Linked DNA regions of Mus musculus: region 1 is linked to region 2. The links are chromatin contacts, called in public promoter capture Hi-C maps. All regions are on one chromosome and are shown on one strand. The core of a region is the stretch at or near the end of the contact, and the rest is flanking DNA. Distances in the headings are between cores, read along the strand shown. Region 1 holds the start of Npnt (nephronectin). Region 2 overlaps Gm29811 (predicted gene, 29811).

Region 1 (4,515 bases), core at 478-2,977, 100 kb before region 2:
AGGAATGTGGAAGTTTTCTGGGCCAAAAAAAAAACAAAACAAAACAAAAAAAAAAACCCTACCTATGTCAGAGAAGTGTGCAGTCACTGTCTTATTTCCACCTATCACTCTTCTCCCCTCTTCTGAAGTTATTCTCTAGCCTGCAGGTTAACCCAACCATCCACTGTGCCAATGGAGCTCTTTCAGGAACCGAACAGGAGCCAATAAGCAATGCATGCCACCAAGGAGTGGGGTCGGGAAGCAAGCCTACATTACACTGACAAACATTTGACTTTTCTGCAGAAAAAAATATTATGCCTCTTAGACTATTTTGGACTTTGTTAGAAGCATCTGAAATGGATGACACCAAGCTGTTTGCCTCAAACAGTGTCCCAAGCCTGAACCGGCAAGGATAATTTTCTGAGATTAAAATAGAAACTTCTTTTGCTAACAGAAGCAACTTGGAAATCAAAGAACTATTATTTTTCCTTTTCTTGCAGAAAAGTCCTGTTTTTACACATACTGATAAATCAGGATAGTGTAACCAAACTGGCACAGAACTTTTCGTTAACAATTTGAAGTAGCAGAAACCTTAAAATGATGCGAACGGAGTGACAGTTGAATGTACGGTAGCAAATACTTTCGATTAACATTTATGAGCACCTACTATGTGCCAGGCAATGTTGTAGGCACTAAACAAAGATAGCTCTTCTTGGAGAGTTTACATTACAACAGAAAGAAGACATAGATAAACAAATTATGCTGTAAGAGAAAAGATCAGTACAATGGGGGGGGGAAGGCAAAGTATGGCTGGACGTGACACCAGAGGGGAAGATAAGAATTTTAAACAGCATTCATATTTGGCTTTTAGGGTGACTTTTAGGCAAGGAAGTGAGATTCAGCTATACACACAACCTCTTCAATGCATGCCTAGAGGGTGCCAGGCCAGGAGATCATGGACTGAAGAGAGAGAGGACAGGACAGCCAGCCATTGGGGGTATGGCCTAAGGACGGGAATGATTTAAGTTTGAACGTATATTTATGAAAATCATTTCTTTTCAGTCCTTTGGTGCAATGCTTTTTATGATAGCTCAGTAACTACTTCAAATGGTTCTAAAGAGGTCCCCTCAAGACCAGCTACACCACAAGCTAAGTGGTAACTAACTCCCCTTCCTCTGGGGTGGAGCACTTGCCCTACCCACGGGGGTGCACCAAGTGGAGCTTCAGGACACAGACAGTTTTCCAAGGTTCTTCTCTTTCTCCTGAGCCCAGAGTTCTTCTTCAAAATTCGACCTGAGAGCCGAACCCCCCCCACCACACTCCCCACCCCCGTTAAAAGGTGCAGGGATATTCCAGCTCTGTAGGAGAAGCAATCTGGGTCTGCCTGCCTTCATCAGTCCAGGAACCCCTCCGGTAGGTGCAGAAAAGTTGGGTTCTCCCCTATAGACCACCTGTGTGTGTATGTGGGGGGGCATCTGTCTACCCCCACAGAACGCGTACTTCCACTTCCAACCCCACTGTCGCCCCAGCCTCTGGCGGCTGGGCTCACTTTTTCAGGCAGGTCACCCGACAAGCCCTCTCCCTAGCTCTGCTCCCAACTTTTCTCGCAGCCCGGGGGCAAGCGCCACCCGTGGCCGAGGCTGCCTGCGCGCCGCATCCCCGCCCCTGAGCCGCCCCTGCCCCTGGGGCCCGGGGAGGGGCGAGCCCCGGCGCGCGCCCAGGGCACCAGGGCGGCGGGGCAGGGAGGGCGGCGGGCTGCGCGGCGCGTCCCTCCCGCCTCGCCCCTCCCCGCGGGCGGCGCGGCTCCCGCCGCAGCGCCTCCCCTCGCCAGGAGGGAGCCGGAGGGGCTCTGCCAGCCCGCCGCAGACCTGCCCGGCTGCGCGCTGCGCTCTGTGCGTCCCAGCAGCCGCGGGTGCCGCGCCGAAGGCGGCCGGGAGATCCCGGGACGCGCAGCTCCCCGCAACCTTCAGCGTCCCCGCGTCCCGGTCCTCCGGCATGGCTGTGCTCCTAGCGGCGGTGCTCGCGTCCTCGCTCTACCTGCAGGTGGCTGCCGACTTCGACGGGAGGTGAGGCGGGTCTCGGGTGCCCTCCCCTTTCCCTCAGGGACCTCGAGTGGAGCAGCCTGGCTCCGGGCTCAGGAGAAAGAGAGGCTCGTGCCCCGTGTGCGGTGAGAGCGGGCAGGAGCAGGGACACAGGTGACGCGTGGAGCGTCCCTACAGCCAGTGATCAGGATGGACTGTGTCCCGAGGGGAAACTTGCAGGTGACCCGGCGATTCGACAAAGGGTGGCGGCGAGGACCGTACTTGGAACAAATGGCACCCGAGGGCTCTCGGTTTGTGGTTCGGAGGGGGGACGGTGTACACAAGCTTAACATGAGTACTGAGAGGAGGCGCTCGGGGTGCGTGTGTGTGTGTGTGTGTGTGTGTGTGTGTGTGTGTAGCACGCGGCACCGCTCAGACCTGGCGGGCCTGACTGTTGCTTGCTCTGACAGGTCCCAACAACCTCCGGCAGGGTCTCTGCTGTCACTCAGCGTGTCCCCCCAAGGCAGCGCACCGCGCGATCTCCCCGGAGATCCCGGGCTCAGTCCCCACTGAAGGCCTCAGCTGGACAGGTTTCCCGCTGGCTCACACCACCACTCACCCCTGTCCCCATCCCTCAGAGCTTGTCCCAGGGCTGCCTTGAAGATGCCGCACCTGTTTTACCTGCAATCTTGGAACGAATCAATTCCAGGATTGATTGGCTTTCCTGTCCCTGGAGGGGACCAGAGGAAAAGCCTCGGAGCGCGGAAGAAAAAGGCACCCGCTCCCGGTTCACCACCTGGTCGGAGGAAATAGAAGTTGGGGTTGTTTTGTACTTTGAGCCTGAGGGTAAAGCGAAGATGAATTGAAGAGATAAAGAGTTTAAAGAAGAGTGGAAAGCAGCCAGAGGCTAAGCCTTTTATTTTCCAAAAGCAATTCTTTGCCCACATTTGGATTTGTGGTGCATTACTTTGGGGCACACATATTTACAAAGAAACACACACACACACACACACACACACAGCCTAGGTGTCCATTTACAAAGAAACACACACACACACACACACACACACACACACACACACACACACACACACAGCCTAGGTGTCCAGAAAGTCTGGTAGGTGTGAATCTAAACAGGCTAACAGTCACAGGTGTAAGTGTGATCTGATGCATAAATCTGCATCCTAAACTTGGAGTCTCTCTGGGTACACTTTACATCGGAGAGGGAAATAATGTGGATTGCTGATGCAGACAGCTTGTAAAATACGAGGACACTTGAGACACTCTTCACGGCCTGGTTTTGGGCTTTTCTTACAGCAGTGGTGGGGAAGAGGAGGAGGAGGAGGAGGCAGTTGTATAGAAAGAGCTTGGTTGGTTGCATTTGATTTTTGAATAAGCTCCTCTTCTTGCCCATTTCCTTATCTGCCCTTTATACGAAGCAAACATTCTTTCTGCTCTGACAGATCTGTTATTCAGCACATTTCAGCGTCCCGGTGCATTAGTCAAAACTGCCCCCTCCTCCCCGCCCCCAACAGCTGTGAGTCTGGCTAATCTGTTTTATTTCAAGCTTTCAGAAACCATCCCGTGAATAGTAGCCTGAGCTTTCTTGGTTGCAGCCAACCTGGTTTCTTCTCCCTACTCCTGTGGGCTGGGTGTGTGTACATTTAACTTTACAATTAGAAATTAGATCACTGTAGGACTACTACTGGGAAGGTGTCTTATTCTCCAATTCCTTGCAGGCAGTAAGGAGCTTGTAGAAAATTACTGGGTGTGGTTTAAGTATATATACATTTTCTAAATAAAACAAAGGGGAAATTATTTTAAATCTCAGGTGTCTTTATTTATTTTAAATATTTTGTTTGTTTGGTAGGTGGCCCAGGCAAATAGTTTCTTCAATCGGCCTATGTCGCTATGGAGGCAGGATTGACTGCTGCTGGGGCTGGGCCCGCCAGTCCTGGGGACAGTGCCAACGTGAGTATCGGGGCTGGAGACTCCTGTTCCTTGGTGTGTGTGTGTGTGTGTGTGTGTGTGTGTGTGTGTGTGATGGTTCTAGACTTTACTCTGCACTTTGGAGGGCTTACCATTACTGAATAAGTCTTAACTGTGCAGATCTGACCCAAATCTTTATTCTGCCCCTTTCTAATCAGAGGTACCTGTGTCACAGTGCCAGCGTTGCCATTTACAGAGAGCCACTTACTGTGTTGTCCAACAACACAATGTATTTTATTCTTTTATGTGTAAGGGTGTTTTGATCGCATGTATGTGCACCACCTGGTGCTGGAGGATAGCCTGGAACTGGAGTTACAGGTGGTTGTGAGCCAACACGATGGTTCTAGGAATTGAACGCGGGGCCTCTGGCAGAACATCAGTCTCTTAACCACTGAGTCATCGCTCCAGCCTCGGTCTGCACACTTAACTTTTGTTTTCAGTTCCTTCCGCTCTAGGCTTCTCATCAGGCTTCCTCCCTCCTTTGCTCCAAGCTCTGAGATGACGGTGAGATAGTGAGTCTAGACAC
Region 2 (4,476 bases), core at 1,744-4,243:
TTGACTGTGGCATAGAAAACGGATGCAAAAGGACGAAGCACCCTCGGAGACAGGGCAGGAGAGCGTGCTGACAAGAGGCAGGCTTTGAAAGGGATTTCAGCTGGTATCTCCATAAAGTAACTTAAAACAGGACTCAAAAGAAGGTGGTGAGGGTCTGCAGCCATCACATAGCGGCTCTTTGCAGTAGCAGGGTAGAATGTTGCATACAGAGTTGGAGGAGCTACAGCAGCTGGCCAGAGTCCCGCAGCTGTCAGGATATCTGGCAAATAACCCCGGCAATGAGGTGCCACTTCCTAACTGTTCAGCAAGGAGCAGACAGGATTACACAGTGCCCACCCCACTAGCGTTTCTGTGCCCGGCAGCCTGGATTCGGGGCCAGCATCGGAAAGGATGGGCCCAGTTTCTTTCTTTCTGGCTCCTCAGATGCCTGCTGTGAGCCTGTGCCCTTCTGCTTCAGCTGGTTAACGTCTACTTTAATGGATGGAAAAAGACCTGAAGCGTCGAGAAGTTATGAGGTTTACTGGGCCTTTAAGGGTGAGCCAATAATTAGGTGAAAAGCTCTCCTTTTTTTTTTTTTTTTCTTCTGTCATTACTAGTGCATTCCACAGTGTGCCTCTAGCCTAGTTTCTCCCTTAGACTTCATGCCAACCCTGCAAGGCCTGAATCAATCCCATTCAACACGTAAGAAAACTGAGGCTGACTGGGAAAGAGCAACTTGTGTGTCCTCCTAAGAAGTGGTCCCATTAGGAGCAGCCTTGGCCCACAGCTTCTGTTTGTCTGTGTAGATTTAAACAACATCCGCAGGCCTCGCTATCCTCCACCCGGGGTCCGGCCTAACGCCTGCGCTCACTATCCTCCACCCGGGGTCCGGCCTAACGCCTGCGCTCACTATCCTCCACCCGGGGTCCGGCCTAACGCCTGCGACGTTCAAATACCTTCCCAAGGGTCCAGTGAGACAGTGTTATCAACACACAGTCTGTTCCTTGTGACGAGTGCAGAGGGAGATTTCATTTCGATTTTTTTTACTATGATCACACTTGATAGCATTTTAACTTTATATATCAAATACTAGGACCTCTGTAAAATACTGGTTATTATATCTGTATCTGGATGTGTTCTACCCCTTTAGAATAGATACCATTGTTTCTGGATTATGCCTTCTTTGTACATAATTGATCCTCTAACTCCTCCCCTCCAGTTCTAACTCACCCCCTCCCTTCCCCCCCCCCCACCTCTGTTCTAACTTACCCTCTCCTGTCTGTCTCACCTCCCCCTACCTGCTCTGTGCAGCAGGCGGAGATAAAGACAGCTGCCTTTCATCTCCCATTGATTTCTCCAAGGGGAACCACAAAGCTGCTTTGAAGTGCAGGGGGGAGCTTCCAGGTGGATAAAACTGAAGGAAGGAGTGGATTTGACATAGAGTTTATCTCTGTCATGGAGGTGTAGATGTTTATGGGGGGTGGGGAATTTAAAAAAGGCCAGATTTTATTAGGGCATCAGAGATTGTAAAGAGAGCATGTTTTAAGTTTGGAAACTTGGGTCCAGGTTGGTTGGTGTGAGTTTGAAAGGATCTTAGGTCAAGCATCAGTTTAGCATGCACATTGCAGCAAGCAAGTGGGGGCAGGATCGCAGCTCCACCCTCCCGGGAAGCCTTCCCTTGGGTGTATGCTGCAGAGGATGAGCAAGTCCATGAGTTGTAAGAGTATTTATCTGGGGTGTCTATGTTTATTGTTTAGAACTTATGCCGTTGGTGTTAGACTGTTTGGCTTTACAGTTTGTCAGAACAGTATCATATTTGTATAACCTTTTCCAGTTAAGAAATGCTTTCTATTAGTTTCCACATTGTATCAGGAGATGGGTTGGATAAATGCCATCACCCACTTCTGGGCCATGAGGACCCCCTGAAAACTACCCAGGAACAGACAGGAGAGCAGCACAAATGCAGTAGAGGAATCTAGACTCAGTGGGGGCTTTCTTTCCATACAGGCAACCTCCTGTGTCCCCCTCTCTCTGTCCTGATGCATGTATCATTTTTGTTGTTGTTGTTGTTGTTTTGTGTATGAGGGTGGCAGTTTTCACTTAGGCCTAATAGCATCAGGACCCTGAAGCATAATCCTTATTTGCAAGGAAGGGGTTTGAAGGTTCAGTGCTGGAAGCCTGGAGGCCTGGTTATGCACTGAGGGTTGTAGCTTAAGGAGAGATGGTCTGCCACAGTTTCAGAGCGCTGCCCTGAAATGAAAGATCCTTGAGAAATGTCAGCCCTTCTCTCAGGCATGAGAGCTAATCAAATGGCAGTCAGAAACCCCGGGCTAGGGTCCATCCCAATTCCAGCCCCACTCCCAGATATAGATGGATCAGAAGACACACATGCCCTTAAGGGCCATGGCTTCAGGATGGGTGAAGCTGAATTGGCACATGATCCCAGAGAACCAGGCAAATGTGAGGGCCTGGAGTCAAGGCAGGTCAGGAGGAGGCCCCTTTACATTTCTCTAGTTTCATCCCCTCCTCCCAATAATATATACCAGTTATATTTAATTTAGCCCTTTGTTCAAATCTTTAGAGCGATCATTTTGTTTTAGGTGTTGATAAAGTATATACCCAGTGTTATGTGCTTATAAAACCCAACCAGGTTCACAGTAAATGCCTAGTGGTCTCCCTTTACATTTTCCTTTTTCTAAAGGTTTAGTCAATAAGAGTGGATCAGTGAGCAAAGACACCTTCTGCCAAGAATGACAATTGGAGTTGGATCTCTGGGACCCAACTCACCCTCTGACATCCACATGCCCTTGGTGGCATATTTGCTGCCAACTCCCATACAATGAATCACTGTAATTTTAAAATGGGATAAATAATTATAATAATTAATATCCTCATTAATTTATTCTTTCTGATTTAGCCGAATTTGCCTGGCAATTAAATTCAATGTCTGTTTCTGATACTGTTTCACTTAATCAAGAGGAACAAATTTAAAATGCATTTCAGAACGCCATGTGCTTGATTATTTACAGAAAACAGCTTGTGCCTGGATCTGGTGCTGTCTGACGAGACAGCTTCAGTGTGGAGATTTGCTCACTAAATCCCACGAGTCTGAAATGTCGGAGTTGCTACCATTGTAAAGGGTTCAGATTAAAACAACAGGTCCAGATTTGTAATGAGACGGATGGGCTGACTTACCAAAACCACCTCCTTTTAATTTCATTTACGTATACATGAGTTTTACAGGCAAATGCTTGGAAAATGCTTGCCCACTGGTTTTACAAAGTATTAACTACCAATAGAAGCTTCCCATTTTCTGTCTTTTGAGAGATAATGGCAAACATCTTTATATACAATCTCTGTCTGTGCCTCTGTCATCTCAGATGCTGTGGGCCTCATCTGCTTGGAGTTCTTGTTAAGGAACTTAATGGAGAAGAGGCAGGGGCCTTGGATATTTTCCTGGCCACTATGGACGTGATATACACTCTTACGCCACTGATTTGTGACTGACTGATTAGCACAAACCAAATAACTATCAGACAATGATGCCATTTTGGTGTAAAAACAAAACAACTTTTTTTTTTTTATAAGCAGACGGACTACCAGGTAGGAAGATCATCCCAGTGTGCTGCTTGACGTGGGATTCCAGCAGCTCAAGGTGGAACGGAAGCTGCTGAACAGCGGTCAGCGTCTCCAGTGTAATTTAGTAAGTTAATTAGACTTTTCCTTCTCGCTCTGACTTAGCACTTGTGGTGTTTCTTCTGTGAAGACACAGTGGACGAATCTCTGGAAGGATTCAGTATTGGTCTGGATTGCACAGGGTGGCCCCTTGTCTGAGGCAAATGCAGGAAGGCTTCTAGACCTTCATGCAGGGCCGATGAGGGCTAGTGACGAACAATCCAGGGAGGAGAACTTCTGGTGTGTCAGAAAAGGTGGAACAGGTTCACAGTAAGGAGATTAAATGCTCACACTGGAAAGAATACTTAGTAGGGTTTCTCTAAGTCAAAAATGGTGATTGCATAAAATAATGAGATCCTGGTGGCATTTCTTCTAACGCAGCTCGGGCCTCATCCACCTCTGCCCCGACCTATTAGCCTTTTTCCTTTTCTTTTTCCCCTTTTACTTTAATGGTTTTCCATAAATGTTTTATTAAGGGAAAAATCATGGTATTTGTTCAAGGTTGGCTCACTTTATGTAAATAACATAATGATTTTCATTTCCATCATTTTTCTGCAAATGATGAAATATTTTGTGGATGGCCATATTTTCTTTTTCCTCATCTGTTGATGGGTACCTATATCTGTGATGGCTCGTTCTATAAAGTGGTTATTGTGAACAGTTATACAACAAACACAGGCATTCAGGTATTATATCCTGTTATTACTGTAGATGACTTAGAATCCTTTGGGTATATACACAGGAGTGGAAAAGTCGGACCAGATGGCAGCTCTTTTTTATTCTGAGGGAGAATCTTTAGGCTGATTTCCATAGGCTGTGAAA

What was found. Promoter capture Hi-C pulls out the DNA fragments that hold promoters and counts their contacts.
Region 1: a promoter capture Hi-C map of hippocampal neurons shows a contact between it and region 2, with 2.7 times the contacts expected there. The contact joins the promoter of Npnt here to the enhancer-like site in region 2. A contact is called at or near these places in 6 of 39 promoter capture datasets (3T3-L1-derived adipocytes, the HPC-7 cell line, embryonic stem cells and 3 more), 3 of 484 Hi-C or Micro-C datasets (liver, nephron progenitors and uterus), 4 of 115 datasets of contacts at active chromatin or transcription factors (craniofacial prominence and embryonic stem cells) and 1 of 9 other capture datasets (pancreatic islet).

Annotation. Positions count from the first base shown.
Region 1 is chr3:132,947,503-132,952,017 of GRCm38.p6, reverse strand. Npnt (nephronectin) reads left to right here and starts at 1,727. Exons shown (of 14, transcript NM_001287101.1): 1 at 1,727-2,045; 2 at 3,871-3,971. The coding sequence starts at 1,975.
Region 2 is chr3:132,848,423-132,852,898 of GRCm38.p6, reverse strand. Gm29811 (predicted gene, 29811) reads left to right here. Exons shown (of 4, transcript NR_102298.1): 2 at 3,571-3,682. Among named protein-coding and RNA genes, the nearest start is that of Gm29811, 28 kb to the left of the region's middle. Within about 2 kb of position 2,993, at least 6 of the 459 cell types and tissues checked have an H3K27ac peak or open chromatin away from gene starts, as enhancers often do. A contact at or near this core is called in hippocampal neurons, where this site is marked.